Linked DNA regions of Ovis aries: region 1 is linked to region 2. A link is a contact called in public Hi-C data. All regions are on one chromosome and are shown on one strand. Each heading gives the region's core, a stretch centred on a gene start, on an enhancer-like site or on the middle of the called end of the contact. The rest is flanking DNA. Distances are from core to core; before and after follow the strand shown.

Region 1 (6,363 bases), core at 50-2,549, 410 kb before region 2:
CTGCCAGCCCACCTGGGGAGTTCAGAACAGAGCCCTTTGAGGGAGTGGGCCAGAGGTGGTAAGTTGAATTTTGCCGTGCTGAGTATGAAATATACAGAATATGCAGGTAAAAAGGCCCATCAAGCATTTGGAAGTTGTACTTGGAGATTAGGACTAGAAATAAAGTCTTGGAAGTATCACATAACTGATGACTCATAGAAATAGATGAGATTGTCCAAGAAGAGATTGAAGACCAAGAGGAAGCAAAGTGGGCTGAAAGGAAAGCCAGTATTTAAGTTTAGAGGGTGGAAGGAAAGCCAAATAAAAGGCACTTAAAAGGCTTAAAAAATAGGTGAAAACCTCACGAAAGTAGCCAGCAGAGAATCCGATAAGCACTACTGATGCCCAGTGCCGCATAGTGAGTGGAGAAAAACGAAGATTCAATAGGCGATCGTCATTGGTGACCTTGGAGCAGTATCGCTTGACCAGCGATTGAGAATGGAGTCTGCCGCAGCAGGGACAAACGAGAGAGATGTGGTAGCTGGTTAGGGAGCCAGAGTTTTCTGGAGGCTAAGAGAAAGGAGCAGAGACTGCAGGGAGGAGTAAAGCAAAGTGATATAAGAAAGGATTGGAATTGGTAAAGGAAAATCTGTTAAGGAGATGGAAATATTTTTTTTAAAAAAAGGACTCTTTCACCTTTTGTGCCTACAGGTTCTTCCTGTCAGATTGCAAAGCCATTGAGATTCGGTATCTGGCGTGTAAGAGGTGTTTAGTGAATGACTACTAAGTAAATGAAACATAAGAGGGGAAAAAATGGAAAATAGGTATTTTAGGGGTAAACCAGAAGGACGTTGAACGAATCTAACTTTGTTGTCTTCTTCTCTGAGTAGAATGCCAAGAGAGAAAGCTTCCCCAGCTTCCTTACCCTGTAGAGCAGATGTGAAGAGCTGGTGTGAGTGGAAGGGAGGAATTCTTGTCATTTCTGGCATCTCAGTTCTAAAAGGGACTTTAGTCAGATGACACTCAGTTCTCACCAACAGAGAAATCCCATTTGCTTCCTTAGCTGCTGATTTAACTTTTCTTAGGTGTGTGGTGTGTGGGAAGAGCCAGGCCTTGGAGACAGATGGGCCTGGATAAGAATCCAGTGTTCTCCACTTCCTAGCTGTATGATTTCCAGTTTTAACTTGTCTAGCTCAGAATTCATCTGTGAAATAGAGTGTATTTTGCAGGCATGTTGTTAAAAATTAAGTACAGATTCAGTGCCTAGAACCATCATAAGGAGGCATTCGGGTGACCTGGGATACTAATCCCTGCCCCATGCGAGCAGCCAGCCTCTTCCATTTTCAAATAAAATGCTAGATTAAAAGCAAAAAGTACAGTCTTCTATTTCCTGCTTGTGATTATTCATCGATGCTGGTTCTCCTTTCAAGGCCTGTGCAGGCCGGCGTCTCTTGGCAGTGGCAGCACTTCACGCAGTTTAGAGCTGCCCCACTGTCTGTGCCTCCTTTTCAGATGGAGCCCTCAGCTTCACTGACCCTGAGGACATGGGTCCACCATCTTCCTGGCTGCCCTTTTTGGATGTTTCTGGTCTTATTACTTTCGGTGCAGTTTGACCTGTGTCTAGTAGTTAGACTTACTTTTCCTAGAGGCGAAAAGTAAGGTTAACGGGAAACATTTTTGATATAAAACTTTCATTTTAATTGGTCAGAAGTAAAGTATAATTTTACAGCTCTGTATTCTAAAGTATACTATTCTTTTTTCTCAATAGCATTCATAAAATGATCACCTTTAATCTTTCTCAAGATAAATTATTTATAACTAATATTTTCCCCCTTTAAAAATCTACAGAACTCTCAAAGTATCTCATAAAGGGAAGAAAACTAAACTACTGAAATAAAACGCCCAAATTTAATTTTCTATATTGTAAATAGCATGCTATTAGTTGCCTACTCACTGACTGTTGCCCACTTCCTTCCCTACAGGCCCCCAGTGTTGTGTGTTTGCCCACCTGTACCCTACACGACTTGGAGAATCCCCTAATTGTGCGAGCTAATCATGGCAGTTCTGTTCTGCCTGCTAGTGAGCCAGGTCTAGTCCCATATCAGGGAATATCTTTGTACCTAAAAAAGGAGACAGAGAAGAAAACTCCCCCTCCTGCTGGGCAACAGTGTATTATTATTTTGTGGCTGTGAAGGGAGTTATTCCAAGGTCCATGCTGAGTCTGGCAGAAAAGCTGGGAGGAGCCGAGGTGTCCTATGTGATAACACTGAGGAACCAAGTGACTCATCCTGGAGCCCCCTTCTTTCACTTCGCTTTGTTTGTGGTGATAAGACTCTATAGTTTATTTTGGTGTAAGACGCTGTTTTAGTTTAGAATAGCCCTAATATTAAACAACAAGCATATTTAATAGTCTCTTGTGCAGAAAACTAGATACTTTGTGGAATGCCCATTAAGATGTAATGGGCTGCGTAATTTTAAGATAACATTACAACTGTATGGGGGTCACAATTTCATAAATATTCTTGCATTAATGAGTGTTCTAATTGTGAACAAGATAGACAAAAAGCTTCTATAAATATAATAACTGACAGTACATTTCACTACTAGTTATTCAAGAATGAGCTAGCTAGTCATTAATTCTGACAGGAACCCCTTCTTCTCACTTAAGTTAAAAATTGACTACATCTAAAGGAATTGACACTTACTCTAAATTAATACTAAGTTATAGGCATGACTTTTTACAGGTTTATCAAGAGCACGAACATCTATTTATGAAGAAAAAAAAAAAAAACCTCCACTGAAACACATTAGAAACGCCCTTTCCTTCTTTCAACAATTGAAGCTGCTTTGTACAATTTTAGATAGCACTCTTTACTAAAGGAAACGAAGGAATATGAAAAATGTCGAAAACTATCTGAGTCATCACTTGGATTTTCAAATAGTTACTCTTAGTGTTTTTGTCTCCACCCTTCTATGGTTTAGAAAGATGTGAATCATCTTTAGCATTTCCCAATGATAGCTACTTTGAAATGGAAGTGGCGTATGCAGCCCCAATTTGTGTGTGAAATGACTAGTGTATACTTCAGCTACTGATTCTCCTGCACTAGTGGGAAATCCCTGAATGGCTCACGTAATTATTGCTTATAAAGGCAAACATTGAGTAACCATAGCAACTTCGTTTTAAACTGGAATTTTTCTTCCTTCAGACTGTAAAGTACAGTAACTTAACGCTGCATTTACCCCAGTGTCACCACATCATAGAAACCAAAATGAATTGCAGATAACTTTTCTTCAGTCTTTTCTTGAGAAAGGCAGAAATTCAGACTATTTAATGTAAAAATTTTATACCCTACTTCTTTGAAATATTGGGCCTCAGTTGTCTTTAGGCCCAGTATTTCTGCTCCATCTTCTTGACAGAGGATGAGATGATATCACTGACTCAATGGACATGAGTTTGAGCAAACTCTGGGAGATGGTGAAAGACAGTGAAACCAGGCTTGCTATAGTCCGTGGGGTCACAAAGAATCGGACATGACTGAGCAACTGAAAACAACAAAGTTGTCTTTGAAACAGTTGCTGAAAGATTATTAATTATGCAAATAATGTTAATTATATTTTAGAGGATGTGTTTATCATGAATCTGGTAAACATAAGCGGTATGCCAGACATGCTGCTAGTTAACATAAATTCCAGCCAAATCTTGTACAAATAAGAGATCAAATAGGATATTTTTCCAAATAATACAATGTAAAAAACTTTAATTCAGTCTGGCCTTCAATCCAGTCTGAATGATAAGACTTTTGCTTAATTTTAAACTACTGGTTGAGGTAATCAAAATTATGAAAGAAATAATCCAACATTATTATTTTTTAAAACTGCTACTTAAATACAGTAATATTTCTACTATCTCCCTTCAGTTCAGTTCAGTTGCTCAGTTATGTCCGACTCTTTGTAACCCCATGGACACCAGGCCTCCCTGTCCATCACCAACTCCCGGAGCTTACTCAAACTCATGTCCATTGAGTCGGGGATGCCATCCAACCATCTCATCCTCTGTCGTCCCCTTCTCCTGCCTTCAGTCTTTCCCAGCATCAGGGTCTTTTCCACTAAGTCAGTTCTTCCCATCAGGTGGGCAAAGTATTGGAGTTTCAAGCTTCAGCATCAGTCCTTCTAATGAATATTCAGGACTCATAACCTTTAGGATTGACTGGTTTGATCTCCTTGCAGTCCATGGGGCTCTCAAGAGTCTTCTCCAACACCACAGCTCAAAAGCATCAATTCTTCGGTACTCAGCGTTCTTATGGCCCAACTCTCACATGCATACGTGACCGCAGGAAAAACCATAGCTTTGACTAGATGGACCTTTGTTGGCAAAGTAATGTCTCTGCTTTTGAATATGCTGTCTAGGTTGGTCATAACTTTCCTTCCAGCGAGCAAGCGTCTTCTAATTTCATGGCTACAGTCACTATCTGCAGTGATTTTAGAGCCCCCAAAATTAAAATCTGACAGTTTCCCCATCTATTTGCCATGAAGTGATGGGACCAGATGCCATGATCTTCGTTTTCTGAATGTTGAGCTTTAAGCCAACTTTTTCGCTCTCCTCTTTCACTTTCATCAAGAGGCTTTTAGTTCCTCTTCACTTTCTGCCATAAGGGTGGTGTCATCTGCATATTTGAGGTTATTGATATTTCTCCCAGCAATCTTGATTCCAGCTTGTGCTTCTTCCAGCCCAGCGTTTCTCATGATGTACTCCGCACATAAGTTAAATAAGCAGGGTGACAATATACAGCCTTGACGTACTCCTTTTCCTATTTGGAACCAGTCTGTTGTTCCATGTCCAGTTCTAACTGTTGCTTCCTGACCTGCATACAGATTTCTCAAGAGGCAGATCAGGTGGTCTGGTATTCCCATCTCTTTCAGAATTTTCCACAGTTTCTTGTGATCCACACAGTCAAAGGCTTTGGCATAGTCAATAAAGCAGAAATAGATGTTTTTCTGGAACTCTCTTGCTTGTTCCATGATCCAGCAGATGTTGACAGTTTGATCTCTGGTTCCTCTGCCTTTTCTAAAACCAGCTTGAACATCTGGACGTTCACGGTTCACATATTGCTGAAGCCTGGCTTGGAGAATTTTGAGCATGACTTTACTAGCATGTGAGATGAGTGCAATTGTGCGGTAGTTCAAGCATTCTTTGGCATTGCCTTTCTTTGGGATTGGAATGAAAACTAACCTTTTTCAGTCTTGTGGCCATTGCTGAGTTTTCCAAATTTGCTGGCATATTGAGTGCAGCACTTTCACAGGATCATCTTTCAGGATTTGAAACAGCTCAACTGGAATTCTATCACTGCCACTAGCTATGTTCATAGGGATGCTTCCTAAGGCCCACTTGACTTTGCATTCCAGGATATCTGACTCTAGGTGAGTGATCATGCCCTCTTGATTATCTGGGTCATGAAGATCTTTTTTGTATAGTTCTTCTGTGTATTCTTGCTGCCTCTTAATATCTTCTGCTTCTGTTAGGTCCATACCATTTCTTTCCTTTATTGTGCCCATCTTTGCATGAAATACTCCCTTGGTATCTCTTATATTCTTGAAGAGATCTCTAGTCTTTCCCATTCTATTATTTTCCTCTATTTCTTTGCACTGATCACTGAAGAAGCCTTTCTTATTTCTCCTTGCTCTTCTTTGGACCCTGCATTCAGATGGATGTATCTTTCCTTTTCTCCTTTGCCTTTTGCTTCTCTTCTTTTCTCAGCTATTTGTAAGGCCTCCTCAGACAGCTGTTTTGCCTTTTTTTTACGTGGGGATGGTCTTGATCCCTGCCTTCTGTACAATGTCAGGAAGCTCCGTACATAGTTCTTCAGGCACTCTGTTTATCAGATCTAGTGCCTTGAATCTATTTGGCACTTCCGCTGAATAATCATAAGGGATTTGATTTAGGTAATACCTGAATGGTGTAGTGTTTTTCCTACTTTTTTCAATTTAAGTCTAAATCTGGCAATAAGAAGTTCATGATAAGCGACAGTCAGCTCTTGGTCTTGTTTTTGCTGATTCTGTAGAGCTTCTCCATTTTCAGCTGCAAAGAATTTAGTCTGGTTTTGGTATTGACCATCTGGTGATATTCATGTGTAGAGTCGTCTCTGTGTTTGCTATGACCAGTGCGTTCTCTTGGCAATATTCTGTTAGCCTTTTATCTGCTTCATTTTGTACTCCAAGGCCAAACTTGCCTGTTATTGCAGGTATTTCTTGACTTTCTACTTTTGCATTTCAGTCCCCTATGATGAAAAGGACGTTTTTTTTTGAGCGTTAGTTCTAGAAGATCTTGTAGGTCTTCATAGAACTGTTCAACTTCAGCTTTTTGGCATTAGTGGTTGGGGCACAGAC
Region 2 (5,600 bases), core at 1,691-4,190:
TAAGACTATTCTGTCTGATCCTTGCGATCACAGTGGTGCCTTGATAAGACTTCAGCAGTGTCTCTCTGCGAAGGTTCTCCACTCAGCTTTTAACCTGCGGCTCTGAACCTAGGTCCTGCCTGAAACCACCAGCCTGCACATCACCCCCTGCCAGATTCATGAACCATGCTGATCCCGCCCCTGCCTCTCCACGCCCCTAAGCCGTTGCTGTTTTATACCCATAGAGCACTTGGGCCTCTTTCTCTGCAGCTGTTGGGAGAGGCTACATATGTCTAAAGGAGGAGCCAGGTTCCACCTTGCCTTCTTAGGAACAAATGGGGAAAGGGAGTTTGGGAAAAATGACAAAGAATTTTTTTTACTCAGGAGCCTGGGAAGCATGAATTCCATCCCATCTGACCCCCCTAGTTCCTTTTCTCATGCTGGCACTTCAGAAATCTAGAAGTTTTTAAAAAGGAGGAAATCAAATTGCAATAACAATATGAGGATTCACTGTGATTCCACATTAAACAACAGCAACAACGATGTAATAAAACCTACAGGGATATGCGGCAGCGTAATTGTGACTTCATCTCCTTTGCCGACCTGAAGCTCTCCTTCACAGGAAGTGTCTATAGACGCCGGCTTAAAGTCATCTAAAGGGAAAGGAAAAAAAGCATTTATCCACCAGGTTACTTGTATTAAGTGCTTGCACGGCATTCACATGTAAGAATGGAAATTTTTTATAACTCAGATAAAAGAAAATACAAACCACTTAGAATTTCTTAAAATGTTATCTCACTGTGGAAAATTTCTCATATACAACAGCAAAGAGAATACTATAATGAGTCCTGAATACCATCACCCAGCTTCATTACCAGTTCTGGGGCAATATAGTTTCATCTATACCTCCATATACTTTCCCTCTTATCCCCACTGGATAATTCTGAAGGAAAAAGGCTAGAATTTATGCAACTTTTCATTAAGCAGATACTCCCTTCCCCTAAGTGACAGATGAAAATTCATGCCTTATTACCTACAATGAGGTGTTTTATTAGGGTTATTATAAGGATGAAAAGCAACAGAGTATGTTTTTAAAACCCTGCGATTGTAAAACACACTATGAAACATGAGAGGTCACAGCATTTTGATAAGAACTGTCAAAGTTAGGATCTGCCACACTCAAGTTCCATAGCTTTAACAAGAATATTCCTACAGATATCTGGAGCAGAAGGTTGCACTGTACTTCCAAAGGTTAATCCTGCCCATGTTTCTGAATTGCAGTTAAGGCACAGCGTGAACAGCCATCTTACTGTCTTTTAACACAAACCTGCCTCAGACTGCAGGCCAGGTACATCTGTCAAGTGTCTTATTTAAACTGCACGTTGCCCTTCATTCTGCCACAACATCAACTTAGTAAATTGTTCAGGAAATGATGCTGCTCTTCTCACATTCCCAAAACCCAGCCCCTCAGAGGGCTGATCTGCCGTCAGCAGGAAGCAGAGTAATGGCCTGGCAAGTGACCACAGGAAGACAGAAGTTCACCACCTACTACGCCTGTTTCAAGGTGTTGAGTCACATCTAAGAACTCCTCGGACAAAAACAAGTCTTAACCAGTACTGGGGCTACTGGGACGCGAAACCAGGAGTCTGTGAATCATAGTGGGATGCTCTGGCGGCCAATTCTTCACCCAGGATACACAGTGGAAAGGCCCTCCCCTCAACAGAGTCTGTAATCATGGAGAAAAAAAGAGGTCCAGCATAATGACTATCTGCACACTCCTTATGCCTGCTGGCTTTTGCTTCCAAACATAGATCAAGCTCTAACTTATTCCTGGCTCTCCAATCCTAATTTTACTTTCCACCCACAAGGGACTGGGTCTGGAGAAAAAGTGAGGGGTAGTCTGGTGACCTCAAAAAGACATCAAAGCGCGAGACAAGCTGGCACAGATATATGGAGGAAAAGAAGGCGGACGGGGCGCAGAGCTGCGGGCTCTGGGGCTGCAGCCGGGCGTCGCGGAGGCCAGAACCCAAGGGGGCAAGGAAAGAAAAGCAAAGGCGGCCGGAAGGGAATGGAACAGGAGGGAGTGGAGGCCAACGCCGAGGAAAACGAGAAGAGCTCCTGAAGCGTGGAGATGCCCAGTGGGGATCGGGGTGTGGATCGAGGGGGAGGGGGTGGCTGGAATACAAAGAAGCTGGAAACTGATGTGGGGTCGCAGCCCTTCGGTAATAAGAGGGGAAGGTGGAGGATGCCAATCCCGAGGAAACGAGAAGAGCTCCTGAAGCGCGGGGATCTGGGTGTGTGGGGGGCGGTGGGGGTGAGGAGAGGCTGGAATACAAAGAAGCTGGAAACTGATGGGGTCGCAGCCCTTCGGTAGTAACATGGGGACGTGGAGGTTCGGGGCGCAAGAGGGTCCAATGACCTTCGGGAGAAGCATTTGGTAGCGCAAAGCGGAGAAATCCTGGGAGCTGAGGGAAGGGTCTGGTCTGAGAAGAGGGAGCTGGGAAAAAAAAACAAAGGAAAAACCCGAGGTCCCCCGAGGGAGGGAACGCCGGCAAGGCCCCCTGGCCTTCTCCGGGGCAGAGGGCGACCGGGGGGCGGACTCACAGCGGATGGTGTGGAAGGAGGCCCGCGGCCGCTTCTCGAAGCTCTCCCCGAGCCGCAGGCAGTGCTCCTCGCGGTCCAGCAGCGGGTTGGCCGTCCCGTTCATGGCCCCGCACGGGCCTCGCGCCCGCCCGGGCGCCCTCCTGGCGCGGCCCCGGCCCGAGCCGCCGGCGCCGGCGTCCGGAGGAGCCGCGCTTCCGGGACAGCGCTCGGGGGCGCGCGGGGAGCCGAGCCGGCGCCCACCCGCGCAGGCCGGAAACGAGCTCGGGCCTGCGCGTCTGGGCGGGGGACGACTCCGAGCAGACCCGACGGCGGAACTTCCGGCGCCGAGGAGGGACGTCCGGGCCCGCAGCGGAAGTAGAGGGGGCGGTGCCATGGCCGAAGGTCTTTGCCGCCGGGAGAATCCGGATTCGAGGTCTCTCTGCGGGGCGGGGGTGGGTGTTGGCCAGGCGAAGGGTTTTGGTTTTGTTTTGTTTTGTTTTTTTTTTTTTCCCCGCGGTGGCTCCCAAGTTCTGCTTCTGAGGCTGCGCCTGGCTGGGGGCTCAGCGCGCCCGGCCCCACCCTTCAGGGGAACCTAGGAACTGCTGACTGGGGCGCCCGGCGCGCGGTGGACTAGGCTCACGCGGGTCGCCGCCGCCCCTCGCGGCTGGGCGGCCCGGCTCATCCGCAGGGTCCTGGCGGCCCCACTCTCCGCGTCCCTGAGCCTCTTTTTCGTCCCTTTCGCGCGCCCAGGGCGGCGCGAGGGCCTCAGTTCCCGAAAGGGACGCGCCCTGGGGTTCATGAGACAGACTCAGGCCACCCGGGCGTAGTAGCTCCGTTTTCCCCGAAAAACGCCGTCTCTCGCGTCCTTGGCGACGGTGACCGACCGCCTGGGGCTTGGACAGCCGTCGTGGTTGTTTTTAAAGACACCCCCGTTTCACGGACACCGAACCCTGAGGAACCGTAAGGTTTCTCAGTCAGTTCTTGAGAGTGACTTTTTTTCCTGACTGAAAGCGGCTTACTGACTGTTCGGGTTGGAATTAAGCCTTTCTGTGCGTGAGAGCCCTGGCCGCTGGATGTCAGCCCCCTGCAGGCGGGGGTCTGTGTCTTGCTCTTTGTGACCTCTTCTGTAGTGGGGTAGGGCTTTGTGTAGGGTCAGCATCTAGTAAATGTTTGCGGAATTGAAATGTTAAGTGAAAGAACTAATCAAGAACCGCTAACTGAGCATCTTAAAAAAAAAAACCTGTTCTAGAACCTCCCACCGGAATGTCTTTTTCTTTCCTGCGAAGTATCCGATGGCTGCTTCAGGCTTGAACCCAGCCTGAGGGACCACATCTGAGAGGACCCTGCCTGTGTCTGTGGTATCCACTTGAAGTCCTCAGGTTGCTGAGGAATGGGCCATCTCCAGCAGTGTTAAATGTTCAGCATATGACCATCCACGTAGGAGATGGCTGCTTTGCAAAGGAGAGGGCTGCAGACAAGGATTCTCAGCTCTGAAGAAGAGGAGAAACTGAAGAGAGACCAAGCTTTAGTGTCTGATTTTAAACAGCAGAAACTGGAAAAAGAGGCTCAGAAGAACTGGGACCTTTTTTACAAAAGAAACAGCACTAATTTCTTCAAAGATAGACACTGGACCACCAGAGAGTTTGAGGAGCTCAGATCATGTAGAGAGGTAAACTAATACTGCACCTTGTTCGAGCGATTCTTCATTTAAAATGTGTAGAAGAGGGGTGTTTTATTGGATTCCCAGGGCGAGTGTGAGGTAGAAAATTTACGAAACCTGTCAAAGGCTTCATGAATTTTTGTAGCTTAGATATACACTGTCTCAAATAGTTTTAGCAGTTGCTGAGTTGTAAAATACAGAGGAGAGAGGACTTGAGTGGGCATTTTCTGTTTCTTTAAAGCGAATCTGAAAATTGTAAATATTGAGTTCACACTGAATGATTTCAGTGACAGGTTCATAATGATAATGGAGATGAATGCTTCACCACAGCCCTTCACATGAACTTAACAGTAGTGTTCTGTAATTTAAACCTTAAAGTAACATGTTGAAGTTTAGCGTTAGGGTTATTCCCACTTGCTGATGAAACTGAGGGACAAAGCTGTGTGAGTGACTTGTTCAGTGACGGAATGCAGGGTGAGGGGAAAAGTTCAGATTTGCGTGCAGGCACTTTAACCTCAGAGCCTGTTGTGTTAGCCATTACGCTGTTGTTTTCTCCACACCAGATTACCCAGTGTTGGACAACAGATGAGGCATCAGTTGCTTTGGGTTATCCCTTCACTGGTTAATTGTCTACTCCATGGGGGCAGAGACCTTGTTTCATGTTCTGGACCTTTTAGTTTGTTTCTTCATTAGGTGGGATGTTGTGTACTGTAACTTTGGGTTCTCTTTCCTCAGTTTGAAGATCAGAAATTGACTATTCTTGAAGCTGGCTGTGGGGTTGGGAACTGTTTATTCCCACTTTTAGAAGAAGATCCAGGTATCTTTGCCTATGCCTGTGATTTTTCTCCAAGAGCTGTTGAATATGTCAAGGTTGGTGCACCATCCGTGTGTTGTTATGTCTCTATTTTCCTAGACTTGTTGGACCTGACTTCTACACCCATTTTCCCAGTTCCGGTCCTCTTCCTGAAGGACCGGCTGTGATCACTGTAAATGTAGTTTTCCTGTGTATGTGCATGTATAATACATAGAGAAACAGAGCATTATTTAGAAAAGTAGAAAGAAATACCAGATAACGTCCATAAACTTGTGTCCAGATTTAATGATTGGCAGCATTTTGCTGCTTTTGCTTCATAAACTTTTATAGTGCCATTTATGGTTGTATTTAGTTAAGGGCTGCAGCTTACACTTTATTATGTACCTTAAATCTTCTTAGCCTAAAACATTCCTGCCCTTCCCTTTGACTTTTTCCCCGGTGACATCGAGTTTTGGGAGAGCAAGCAATTTTATGTAACGAGGTCGCACGTTCCAGTATGGCTGATTATTTCTGTCTGTCATTGTTTAACTTGTTGCTTTATGCCTTGTGTTTTCTGTAAACCAG

The links. A called contact is a pair of places that touch in the nucleus more often than the background predicts.
Region 1: a contact with region 2 is called in a Hi-C map of hypothalamus, with 4 times the contacts expected there. The contact joins the enhancer-like site here to the promoter of METTL6 in region 2. A contact is called at or near these places in 3 of 16 Hi-C or Micro-C datasets (hypothalamus, muscle and tail adipose tissue).

The regions. Positions count from the first base shown.
Region 1 is chr1:273,875,172-273,881,534 of ARS-UI_Ramb_v3.0, reverse strand. All of the region lies in intron 1 of ANKRD28 (ankyrin repeat domain 28), which reads left to right. Among named protein-coding and RNA genes, the nearest start is that of ANKRD28, 71 kb to the left of the region's middle. Within about 2 kb of position 1,299, at least 5 of the 54 cell types and tissues checked have an H3K27ac peak or open chromatin away from gene starts, as enhancers often do. A contact at or near this core is called in hypothalamus, where this site is marked.
Region 2 is chr1:273,470,370-273,475,969 of ARS-UI_Ramb_v3.0, reverse strand. It overlaps METTL6 (methyltransferase 6, tRNA N3-cytidine), which reads left to right and starts at 2,940. Exons shown (of 4, transcript XM_012105347.4): 1 at 2,940-4,231. The coding sequence starts at 4,007. It overlaps EAF1 (ELL associated factor 1), which reads right to left and starts at 3,166. Exons shown (of 6, transcript XM_027961866.3): 1 at 2,584-3,166; 2 at 538-632. The coding sequence starts at 2,956.